Regions from separate parts of the Mus musculus genome. Here all the other regions are linked to region 2. A link is a contact called in public HiChIP or PLAC-seq and Micro-C data. All regions are on one chromosome and are shown on one strand. The core of a region is the stretch at or near the end of the contact, and the rest is flanking DNA. Distances in the headings are between cores, read along the strand shown.

Region 1 (4,054 bases), core at 198-2,697, 310 kb before region 2:
AGCTGCAAATAAATCCTGCTGGCCCCAAACAAAACCTGCAATTTTTAACAAAAACTCACAATTAATTTAGTTACAAGCTAAGCAATCAAATTCGTGGGGCCTTTTTTGTTTCTCTTTGTTTTGCATTTTTTGCTCTGAAAAATACCTGCAAACTGTTTACAAGGGGGAAGGATTAATCCCCAAATTACATTATTAATCCTCTTCCTACAGTTACTCATGTACTACAGACAAAATGATTTCTGCCTAACAGAACTAAAGTCTTTCGTTTACAAGGCTTTTTGTACAGCGCTTTCACATATATCCACTTGTAAGGGTGCACAACAAAAGCAATAACTTTTAGACTTAAGACACATACAAGATAACTTATCCAGAATTTGGTCTACCTTGAGTTCCTCGATTGCACCTAGTGTGGACGAGAACAAAATAAAGCCCGAGCACAATGAAATCTGTGGCGTTGCCAGTCCCCGAGGACCAAAAGGAAAATGTCTTCAAATGACAAAAACCAAACTCATCCCACTTCGCAAAAGAAAAGCAATCCCAAATAATCCGCAAAGCGGGGACCGGCGGGGGAGGACCCCAAATTCTAAACATGGGTCATGTAAATCTTTTCAACTCGAAACTCCAAACGCGGCAGCCAGCCCAATCACAGCATTAGCGCCTCCTCTCTATTTTCAATCTGGAGACTCAACGAAGAACAATTAAAAAAAAAAAAAAAAAGGCCACAGCAGAGCTCCAAAGTTTTCCGAAGTGAGAATAAAGTCATCTCAAGTAAAGAAAAGGCGTCCAGCAAGAGGCGACGGGCCGGGTCCTCCCGCCAGCCCCTCTCCCGCTCCGCAGCGCTCGAACCAAACCTCCAGTAAAAAAGGGGGGAAAAAGAAACCTCCGAGGGGGACAGAGGACCCGCCGGAGCCCGCAGCACGCCGCCGAAGAGCGGCCCAGGCCGTCAGACAAAGACGAGCCCGCCCAGCGCCAGCCCGGCCGGGTCCCCCAACCGCCCCGAGGAGTTGCGGGAGCACCGCCGCCCGCTCCCGGCCCGCCCGAGCCGTTTCCCTCCCAATTTGGGAACCGCGCGCCTGGGGACAAAGAGGGCGGGCGCGCCGGCGGCGGGACGCGGGTGGCGACGCCCCTCGGGGCTCGGCGGGCGCTCCTTCCCGCCCTGCCGCCCCCAGGAACCCGGCCCGCCGCCGCCGCCGCTTTCGAGGCGCCTCAGAGTTCGCCCGGCCGCGCCCGGCCCGGGGCCCCTCAAGCCGCCGCTCACCCGGCGGTGGGCGCCCCCGAAGCCGCCTCCTCCGCCGGGCCTCGGCCCGTCCCGCCGGCCGCCGCCTCATGGGCCCCGCGTCGCCATCACCTTCGCCGCCTCGCCGCCGCCGCCACCGCCGCCGCCTCCTTCGCCTCAGCCTTCAAGCCGAGGCTGAAGCCGCTCCGGCCGCGCCCGCCGCCTCCCTCTCTCCCGCTCCCGCCGCCGGGACCCGCGGGGAGGCGCCTGCGCACTGCGTGCCGCGGTGGGGGTGGGGGCGTCCCGTCTCGGCCTGGGAGCGGGGGCGCGGCTGCACGTGCGCCTCGAGTGGGAGGGGGCGCCCGGAGCGCGCGGCCCCGCGCCGGCGCCAACTTTCCGTGACCGGCCGCGCGCGTTCCCGGGCGGTCCCGTACGCGGCGGGGCGCGCGGTGGCGGGAGGACCCCTGCGCGGGGAGCCCCGGTGGGCGGCTGACTTCGAGCGCCGCGGGCTCATTTCCTGTGGCGTGATTCCCCGGAGGAGCCGGCCAGTGACAGCGTGATGGAGACACGCCTCACCTGAGTTTCCAGGGTCGGACCGCAGAGCTCCACCGTTATCTCGTGCGCTAGGTCAGGGCCTTGGTCCAGCGGATCTCGGGATGCTCATGGCCGTTCTAGGCTCTGCTCTGCAGTTGCTCGAAAAACCTCCGGGGCTTCTCGGCCAACCATCCCCGCCTGGTGGAATCATGGTTTTTACAGGCGTTCTGCATAGTTTTGAGGTCCTGGATTTCTCGGATTAGTAAGACCCTAATAGGCCATTTCCTCTTAACTCCTTGCATCCCAGCGGGATCCCAATTACAAGACTTGAAATGCACATGGACAGGAATTCCCCTGGCCGAAACTGCGGGTTAAGAAAAGGAAAACTAGCGGGAGAGACGGCTCAGCGGCTATGCAGTTTGTACTACTGTTGCAGAGAATCTTCTACACCCACGTTGTGTGGTTCACAACCACCTGTAACTCCAGCCTCTGGAGGATCCGACTCTCTCGGGGCACCTATATCGATGTGCACATACCTACACATAGACCCAGAGACACATAATTAAAAATAATAAAAAATAAATCTTTATTAAAAAAGAAACGAGAAATTCCCCTAAATACTTTAACGAGATTGAGACTGGGTGGTGAAAGGCAGTTTACCAAAGAGATGGGAGGGGAGGGCCATTCCTGTACTCTAGAATTACAAATGGATAGGCTTTTTAAAAGTTTTGCCCCTGGACAGGGATGAAATTAAACACTAACAAGTGAGGCGACTTGTGGATCAAATTTCTCCCGAAGCTAGGTCACAGGTTGGGATGAAAAGGGATGGTCCATTGCCTACCCACACCCTCCGAAATTTTGTTTGGTTGCTATGATGTGTGTGGTTTTTTTTTTTTTTTTTTTTAGGAAAGTGCCCAAATTTTTAAATCCTTTTTTTTTTTTTTTTTTTTTGGCTTCTCTCTAAAAATCAAAGAATGTGCTCACTTTGAGCCTCATGTTTCATTTTTGATATTTTGTTTGATTTTTTATGAAACGAAGTCCCATTATAGCACAGGCTGATCTCAGACTCGACCTGTGGCTGAGAGCTAGCTTTGAAGTCTTGATGCTCCTGCCTTTGTCTCAGGAGGCGGGGTCTAAGGCAGACACCACCCCCACTGTGCTGTGCTCTGAACCTTTATTTTTGTTTGCTTCTTTGTTTTTTGAGATGGGGTCACCTTGGCTGTCCTAGAGCTTGTTATGTAGATCAGACTGCTCAGGAACTCAGAGGGATTCCCCAGCTCTTACCTCCTAAGTGCTAGGAGTAGAGGTAAGGGACACCATGGCCAACCATGAGCCTCTGGTTTTATGGGATAGCCATTTCTGATCCACATTTGGTTTATTGAGAACCTACACCCTCCCGCTCAGCTGCTTGAGCCTTTTCCGTTCCTTAAACGGCTTGGCCTCTGAGTATCAAAAGTTCTCCCCAGCCAGCCTTTCCCAACATGACTTCTCTAGTTCTTCTAGTGGCAAATGTGAAGAACTTTTAAATACATGAGAATATGAATGAGAAAAACCTGTTGGGGCTGGGGCATAGCTCAGTGGAGCTCTTACCCAGGATGCATATGGTCTTGGGTTTAATTCTGGCCCCCCTCCTCTAAGAGAAAAAAGACATCATTTGACTAACTTCTACAGAAATGCCTACAGGTGTTCACCAAAATATGTGTGGGATAGTTTAACAGCCAAAAAGAAAAAAAAAAAAAACTCTAATTACCCATCAGCCACAGAACAGATAAACACTACTATAATCATACAATGGTAGAATGTACATCACTGAGAATAAACCAAGCTGAATCATATAACCTCATAAGGAGTTTCCGTTTATATATAGTTTGAAAACGGGCAAAAGGAGTCTATGCTGCTAAGTGAGAATTGAAGTTACCTGCTATGCAGAACAGTGCCCTGAAAGGGGCGTGGTGGGATTTGGGGGCGGGGCTAGTTCTGTGCTTGATCTAGACTAGGAACACACGTGGGTCTAGTTGGCATGTTGGGCTGTAACAGGTTTTATTTTTCTTTCTTTCTTGGTGCTGAGAATCAAATTCAGGGCCCTTGCATGTTAAGCAACTCTCTACCACTAAGCTATACCCCAGACCCTGAACTATATACATACGTATGTGTGTGTGTGTGTGTGTGTGTGTGTGTGTGGTGTTTGTACATGTGTTAGAAGCCAGAGGTCAATGTCATAAGTCTTAACTGCTCTCCACTTTATATATATATATATATATATATACACACACATATATATACGTATATATATATATATATGCG
Region 2 (3,613 bases), core at 85-2,584:
CTTTGGCGTGAAATTTTGAAGTGGGGCGACACACTTCAGGAGTTTCCAAAAGCGGATGCTGACGTTCGAGGTCAGGCCATTGGGAGAGTCGGGGCTCGATGGGAGAAATCTTGAGGGCAAGAGAGCTCAGAAATTTCCAAGCGCTAAGCTCGAGCTTTCCACGTGCCCAGATCTAGTTGGTCCCAGGGGGAGTTGGTGGCTGTTATAGAAGTTAGAGGGTTGTTGCTTTTCGCAGCCCTGAGAAGTGGGATGGACACGGTGTATGGGGGTGGGGAGGCGGGTGCAATCCGGCCGGGCAACCTCGGAGCCTCCAGCTCACTAGCACTGCTCAGGGCATGCGGCCAGAGTTGCAACCTCGGCCCGTCCCTGCGAGCCAGGGTCTCCAACTGGCGTCGCGCCCACCTCGTCCTTCAGATGGGGGTCCGGCTACGCCGGGCCTGGCCGCCATACCCGGGATGAATGGGGGTGACGAGAGGCCTTGGGCAGACCTCGGCCTCAGGATCACGTCCCGGTGGAAGCACAGCAGAGGGGAAGCCGTCTTACTGGCCTCTCCTCTGCTGGGATCCCGGGAAATACGCGGTAATTACCCCAAAAGGCCGCTCTCAAAGGCGAGGCGGAGAGGCTGCCGGGACGGTTTGAGGACTGGGCTCGGCCGGGGAGACGCCAACCTTCACCCTTCCCAGCCCCCGACCCAACTCCCCGCCGTCTCCCGGCGCCGCCACTTCAGGCAGCCCACTCGGCCCGGCCTCTCCCCGCGCCCGGACCACCCCCCATGGGGTGCTCTCACTGCGCAGCGAGTCCCTCCGCTGCCTCCTCCCAGCCCAAAATGGCGGCGGCGGCGGCGGCCCCCGAGCTGCTCGTCGCCTTCCTCAAGGCTAGGGAATCCCTCCGCGCGCAAGCCCCGCCCCCGCGACCGGATCTCTATTTCTCCCTGGTAAAGCCTAACGCCATCAATGAACTCTTTAATTGAGCTCTGACAGGGCGGGTCCAGTTGTGCTTCCGCACAGCTAGTTGTTGACAAAAGTCGGGAGACTGGCAGACAAGCGACCCAATCAAAGAAGAGATCGGTGAGCGCGGGACGTTCACGCAAAGGCAAATAGGTTTTTTTTTTTTTTTTTTTTTTTTTTTTTTTTTTTTTTTTTTTTTTTGGCGTTCCTGGGCATGGTTGTTGACGTAATGGGAGCTTGAAAGTATCCTGGGCAGCTTTCCTAGGGTGGAAGAACTACAACCCCCAGCAGCCATTGCGCTGCCAGGCTGTCCTCTTCGCCCCTCCACCTCCCCCCCCCCCCATCTTAGGGCTTTAGCGGCTTGGCCAGAGCTGCTGCTACTGCAGCAAGAGATAGGGCAGAGGCGTTGAGACTCTCATGGACAGGCGGTCGCACAGAAAGACACACAGAGGTAGTGGTGTACACTAAGCCCTTGACAGCAAATAGGTCAGTCCCACCTTCGTTAAATCTCCCTGCCAGGACTTTTCCCTCCTCCAAGAACTCCATTTTTACTCCCATTGAATTTTTTTTCTTCTTCTTTCTGTCAGCTGCATGTAGTTTGAAGACTTCTTCCCTTTAGCTCCCCGTTCCTTGAGACAGGAGAGAAGCCGTCCAGGCCCTGTAGACAAAAAGACTTCAACCATAGGCTCTGACCAGGTCCCAACCTAGAGAGATTGAAGGTGGTCAAGATAGGGGCTTCCAGGAGCTACAGACCCACCCTCTCCACAGCATCCCCCAAGCAGTGTCCTTTCTGGGTGACAGAGCTCAGGCCTACCCTCCTAACTGCCAGCCTGTCTTTACTTATTAGGAGAGCAGAGGCCCAGGGCCTCTGCTCTCCCACTTGGTCCCTTGCTGGCTAGCAATGTGAAGACTAGAGTATGGAAACAGCCTTCCGAGTCTTCACTTGAAAGTGAAGGCCATGCAGGTCTGGGGCCACAAAATGGCTGCTGCTGCTGTGACAAAACAATTCCTGACCAACCAGCTTCTGCCTAAGGACTTAGGTTTCTGTTGTTGTTCAAAGCAGGTGACAGTAGTTAAAGACATCATCTGCTGCAAGAGTAGGAGAAGATGGCCACTGTGAACCATACCAACTGCAACACAGCGTCACCAGCTGCTCTGGAGGAGGCCAAGGTAAGTACCCACCCTCCCAGCCACCTGAAAGCCCTAAACGTGGGGTCAGATAGCTGAAATCCTAGGGCTTTTGTTGTTTTGTCTTGTTGGTTGGTTGGTAGATTTAGAAAACCAGTATTTTATTTTATTTTCGTTTGTTTGAGACCTTGAGGGGGGAGGTGGGGGGGGGTGTCTTTCTGTGTATCCCCAGCTGGCCTCGAACTTGCAACAACGTTCTTCTTCAGCCTTCCAAGGGCTAAAATTACAGCCTGCACCACCACACCCAGCTAGAAAGCCAGTGTTTTAAATGAGTCTGTACTGTGCTCTGGGAAGTAGGCCAGAATGTGATTCAATGATGGCTCATGAATTCCTAAAAGCCCTTCAAGGTAGATGTTATTTCCAGTGGACAGAAGCTGAGGTTGGAGAGCTGCACTACCTTTTCCAGAATCAGGCAGCCTGTGAGGAACAAAATTCCACCTTACATTTAGGGTCTTCTGATAACAGTACCTTGTCTCTCAATGACAAGTGACCTCAAGGACAAATAACTTGGTTAGAGATTTTGCACTTAAAAAAAAATTTATTTTTTCCGGGCTGAGAACCAAGAATGAGTCAAGACAAGAGATTTCGGTGTACAGGTTGACAGGCAGGGCAGGAAAACCTCAGAGGAGAGGGAGAAAGCGCCTAAGTCCTCAGTAAATGGCAACTTAGTATGTGGGCTGACAGCAGGAACCCACAGAGTCCCAGCCCATGCTGGCTCTCGGTGGCCCTTATCCATCACCACACTTCCAAAATAGCAGAGAGCCAAACATCAGAGAGTTGGTTTCTGTTGTTATTGTTGTTGTTGTTGTTGTTGTTGTTGATTTCACAATGCTAGGAATTGAACCCAGGGCCTTGCCAATGCTAGAAAAGTGCTTTATCATGGAGCTACACCCCAGGCCTTTGCTGTTATTGTTGTTTGCTGGGTTTTGTTTTTGTTTTTGTTTTTTTGACAGCGTTTCTCTGTGTAACAGCCCTGGCTGCCGTGAAACTCGATTTGTAGACCAGGCTGGCCTGTAACTCAGAGACATACTTGCCTTTGCTTCCTGAGTGCTGGCATTGTGTGTGTGTGTGTGTGTGTGTGTGTGTGTGACAGTGTTTAACTCAGAGAGGCTTTTAACCCATTTAAGCCTAGTCTGGGTTTCTTATGGCGTTTGTCAAGTAAGGCTACAAGAGAGGGTGAATGTCTCGTGCAGGTTACAGAGCAGAACTTATCTTTTATAGTGATAGTGGTGGAGGGTCAGAGCTTCAAAATGGAGACAATGAATAAGCAGAGGGACAGAGCTGGCTTGGTTTTAGGCCGGAGTCACTAGGGAACTAAGACTGGGAACAGGAAAATGACCGGAAACATACAATAAGCTATCCTTAGATCCCTGTACGTTGTGTCTGTAGGTGGGCAGCAGAGCCATCTTAGTTTGTTTAAACCACCAGTAAGACAAGGCCAATTCCTTATGATCTGATTGATGATCTTCCTGCTACAG
Region 3 (3,942 bases), core at 960-3,459, 260 kb after region 2:
GTGACAGTCACATGTACAGGAAGGCAGAGTAAGGGTGAAGGAGGTACTCACTCTTGCAGAGACCTGTCGGGGTCATCGGTGTTTGCCATGCCCAGATCTGAGTCATAGGACATGGGTTCCTCAGAATGGTCTGGACTCTTGGGACCATTCTCTTGGAGCAGGCAGCTGTCAGAATTTAGGCTGCAGGACAGCTGGGATGAACTGGCTGTGTCCAGGCTGAGGGAAGAGGCAGTGAGCTTCCTGTTCCTGCGGATCTTATGGCCTGAGTGTTGGACTTCGATGTCCTCAGAGCCCGAGGAATGGGAAATTGAATCCAGAGACTCTTTCCGCTGTAGTTCTGCACCAGAGGTAGTGAGAGGGTCGAGTTCAGAGAGGGGGCAAAGCCCAGAGAGCGACAATGGGGTGAGTGTCCATTCATTTAAGATGGCTGACTTGTAGGAGAGTTCGAAGGACAAGGATGTTAGTCCTTGCAGGAAGCTCAGGAGGAACTCAGCCTCCTCGGCATCTCGAAGCAGGGCTGTGGGCTGATAGTACTCGCACAACCGTGCAGGTTCCTGCAGGAGCAGTTTCAGATAGCACTCCATCAGACCGTCATTGAGGGCCAACCGCAGCCAGGCTCGGCAACGGCCTACATCTGTGTTGATGAAGACCAGGTGCTCCAAATCTGAGACAATGTGTCTGCAGGGGGACAGAGCAGATGTGTTGCAAGAAACTGCCTCAAATCTCAGAGATGTGGTTCAAGCTACTGCTTAGCAAGAACGAGTGATAAAGTACTGAAAACATGATCGTATTCAGACATAAAATTCTGGGGACGATGTCTCGGGAATGCAGGAAAGCTGAGCTGTTGAGCTCTAGCTACCAAACATCATCTGCTAACCCAGGACATACCGGCTGAGTCCAACCCCAGTTCCTAGGGAATAAAGCCAGAGCTTGTGCACACTAGGCAAGCATTCGACTACTGAGATTCGCTCTCAGTCGAGAGCAGCTGGCACTGCAGGGAACACTCAGACCCTAGGTGCACAAACTCAGTTCCCAAAGCTTCGGTCTGACACAGCCACAGTCCCCTTCTCTGCTGCCACGGTGTCCTGTGCAGAAGTGTACCCCCAGTCCTCTGGACTCAGTGTAAGCTGTACTTAACTTCGGCAGTATTACTGACTGGCTAACTGACTCAGGGTACCACTGAGCTGGATATAGAGACAACTAGAAACTCAGTCTCTGGGACTGGAGCGGTGGCTCAGTGGTTAAGAGCACTTGCTGTGCTTCCAGAGGATCTGAGTTCAAGTCCCAGCACATATGTTGAGTGCCTCACATACTCATAACTCCAGCTCCAGGGGATCTGATTACCTCTTCTGGACTCCATAGGCACCCACATGCATGTGGCATAGACACACAGGCACACACTCATACACACAAACTTAAAACAAAACTTAAAAACAAAGAAACACACTGTTACTTGGAAGAGAGCTAAAAAAACCAAGACAGGGCACTATCAGCAGCTACAGGAAGGCAGACCAAAGACTGACAAGGTGTCTTCAGGCACTTAACACTTTACGGAGGCAGTGCTAGGTACCAGCATAGGGTCTAAGCAGCCAAGGACAAGGCCAAAGACAGGGCCTTAGGGTGAATATTCAGAAATATATCTGGTTTCTAGGCTAAGTGCCACACATACCTCATCATGAACATAAAGTTCAGAATACAGGAGCTGGAGAAATGGCTCCCTGGTTAAAAGCACTGGCTGCTTTTGCAGAGGACCCAGGTTCTATTTTCAGCGCTCACATGGTGGCTGGCTCAATCATCTGTAGGTCCAGTTCCCAGGGGTCTGGCATCCTCTTTTGGCTTGTGTGCCCTGCACCAGACACATACATGGTGCACAGATACTCATGTAGGGGGATACTTACACATATAAAATTTTAAAAAACATATATTTTAAATTTAGAAGACAGACTTGAATATTCAAAGGCAAGTCAGCAACATTTCCTGCTGGGCGTGGTGGCGCACGCCTTTAATCCCAGCAGAGGCAGGTGGATTTCTGAGTTCCAGGCCAGCCTGATCTACAAAGTGAGTTCCAGGACAGCCAGGGCTATAAGGAGAAACCCTGTCTTGAAAAAAAAAAAAAAAAAGGAGAGGGGATACTTTAGTCTTCTCAGGCCACACCACTCAGCAGTAAGTACATGACTCAGCCTAGCGGAGTCTAAAGGTCATTAGTGCTGGGGTGAGGAGAAGCCACAGGCTCTAGAGGAGTGTCTCAGGGTCTGGAGGCAAGCCTTCCTTAAGCCTAGCCCTACAGTCACTGCATAGCGACTACACCACAACACTGCTTCTGGCTGTGCCACCCTGGAGAGGAGCCCAGCGCCCCAGGCTGAAGCTCCTCTCTCCCTGACGGATCTCACCTGTGGGTGATGGCTTTCAGAAGGGGCCAGAAGACAGGCTGAGGCAGAGCCTTCTGGTGAGTGTGCTTCTTCCTTTTGCCGCCAGCCTCGGCGCGGATGTGCTTGGCATGCAGGCCGTGGATGAACACAGCCTCCAGGGCACTGCACATGGTGTTGGCATCTCCATCTTCACTGGTGACCACTGTGTCCAGAGACACATGCTGTTTCTGCAGAGCCTTCACGGATCCCACGAGCTTCTTCTTGATGACCTAAGTTGTGTTAAACACAAGGGCAGACTTTAGAGGGAAGTCCTATGTGGAGCCCCTGGAATGTAGTCCAGGGCCTGTTTTTTGAGGTGTGTGACCACACACACTTATGTATGTAACCTAGACTCCTTCTGCAAAGCTAGCTATTGTGGCAAGTGAAGATCCGGCATACAGAAGAAATGGTTTTGTACATCTATTTTTTTTTTATTTTTTATTTAAAAGAAAAAGTTTTAATTAAATTTATTAATGTATGTGTGAGTGTTTGGCCTACATGTATGTATGTGTATCACATGTGTGCCTAGTGTCTGAGGTTAGAAGAGGGTATCAAATTCCCTAAAACTGGAGTTATGGATGGTTGTGGGCCACACACCATGTAGATGCTGAAAATCAAACCCAGATCCTCTGCAAGAGCAACAAGTGCGCCCTATCTCTCCCTCTCTCTTTTTAAAATATCTATTTATTTATTTTACGTACGTGAGTACATACATGGTCACTGTCTTCAGACACACCAGAAGAGGGCAATGGATCCCATTACAGATGGTTGTGAGCCACCATGTGGTTGCTGGGATTTGAACTCAGGACCTCTGGAAGAGCAGCCTGTGCTCTTAGCTGCTGAGCCATCTCTCCAGTCCCGTATCTTTTGGTTTTTAAAACTAAACATCAATCTTGTATTTAACTACTGAAATGGTGGCTTGGGGGCACTCGGCAGAGACAAGCTAAGGAGGCAGAGTATTTCTTTAGAACAATAACAAAGAAAGGACCAGCAAGTGTGGCTCAAGAGAGTATGCTTGACAGTTACAGCCCTCCATTAGATCCCCAACACTGTGGGGAGGAAAGACCAGTCAAGACCACAGATGTATAATTATATTAGCTAAGAGCCTAGGCCTAGAGCAAAGCTTTAAAGGATTTCTGTAGCTCTGGCTGTCCTGGAATTCACTTTGTAGACCAGGCTAGCCTTGAATCTAGAGATCTATCTGAACCACCATGCCCCGCAGAGGCCATTGCTTGAAGACAGAAATTGGTTTTTCTTTTCTCCTCATGTCTCTAACACTTGCCACTGTGTCTGATACAATAACATATATAAGGCATGCAATTCCAAATGTACACCAGGTGTTGGTGGGAAAATCATACAATCATAGATATGAGTGTATCAAATCTTTAGTGTTTAGCAAAGAACTAGACAGAACTGCAGAAGAACCGGTTTGAAGCAAGTATTAAGTTATAGATAAATACTTCACTTTTATTCTGACTTAATCTGAACAGAGGGTGTTGTTTGGAAAGTTGAATTTTAAAAATTAACAAGTTAT

Evidence for each region. Hi-C and Micro-C count contacts between places; a contact is called where the count stands out from the background. HiChIP or PLAC-seq counts read pairs in DNA pulled down with a chosen protein or histone mark.
Region 1: a contact with region 2 is called in a Micro-C map of embryonic stem cells, with 4 times the contacts expected there. The contact joins the promoter of Gjc1 here to the promoter of Hexim2 in region 2. A contact is called at or near these places in 1 of 39 promoter capture datasets (neural stem cells) and 1 of 484 Hi-C or Micro-C datasets (embryonic stem cells).
Region 3: a contact with region 2 is called in an H3K4me3 HiChIP or PLAC-seq map of bone marrow-derived macrophages, with 2.9 times the contacts expected there. The contact joins the enhancer-like site here to the promoter of Hexim2 in region 2. A contact is called at or near these places in 1 of 39 promoter capture datasets (the 3T3-L1 cell line), 5 of 115 datasets of contacts at active chromatin or transcription factors (bone marrow-derived macrophages, effector CD8 T cells, embryonic stem cells and 2 more) and 3 of 9 other capture datasets (liver, macrophages and pancreatic islet).

Annotation. Positions count from the first base shown.
Region 1 is chr11:102,817,712-102,821,765 of GRCm38.p6, forward strand. Gjc1 (gap junction protein, gamma 1) reads right to left here and starts at 1,448. Exons shown (of 3, transcript NM_001159382.1): 1 at 1,259-1,448.
Region 2 is chr11:103,132,025-103,135,637 of GRCm38.p6, forward strand. Hexim2 (hexamethylene bis-acetamide inducible 2) reads left to right here and starts at 1,335. Exons shown (of 3, transcript NM_027658.2): 1 at 1,335-1,433; 2 at 2,011-2,117. The coding sequence starts at 2,055.
Region 3 is chr11:103,394,637-103,398,578 of GRCm38.p6, forward strand. Plekhm1 (pleckstrin homology domain containing, family M (with RUN domain) member 1) reads right to left here. Exons shown (of 12, transcript NM_183034.2): 3 at 2,391-2,638; 4 at 52-678. Among named protein-coding and RNA genes, the nearest start is that of Plekhm1, 16 kb to the right of the region's middle. Within about 2 kb of position 2,210, at least 43 of the 459 cell types and tissues checked have an H3K27ac peak or open chromatin away from gene starts, as enhancers often do. A contact at or near this core is called in bone marrow-derived macrophages and pancreatic cancer cells, where this site is marked.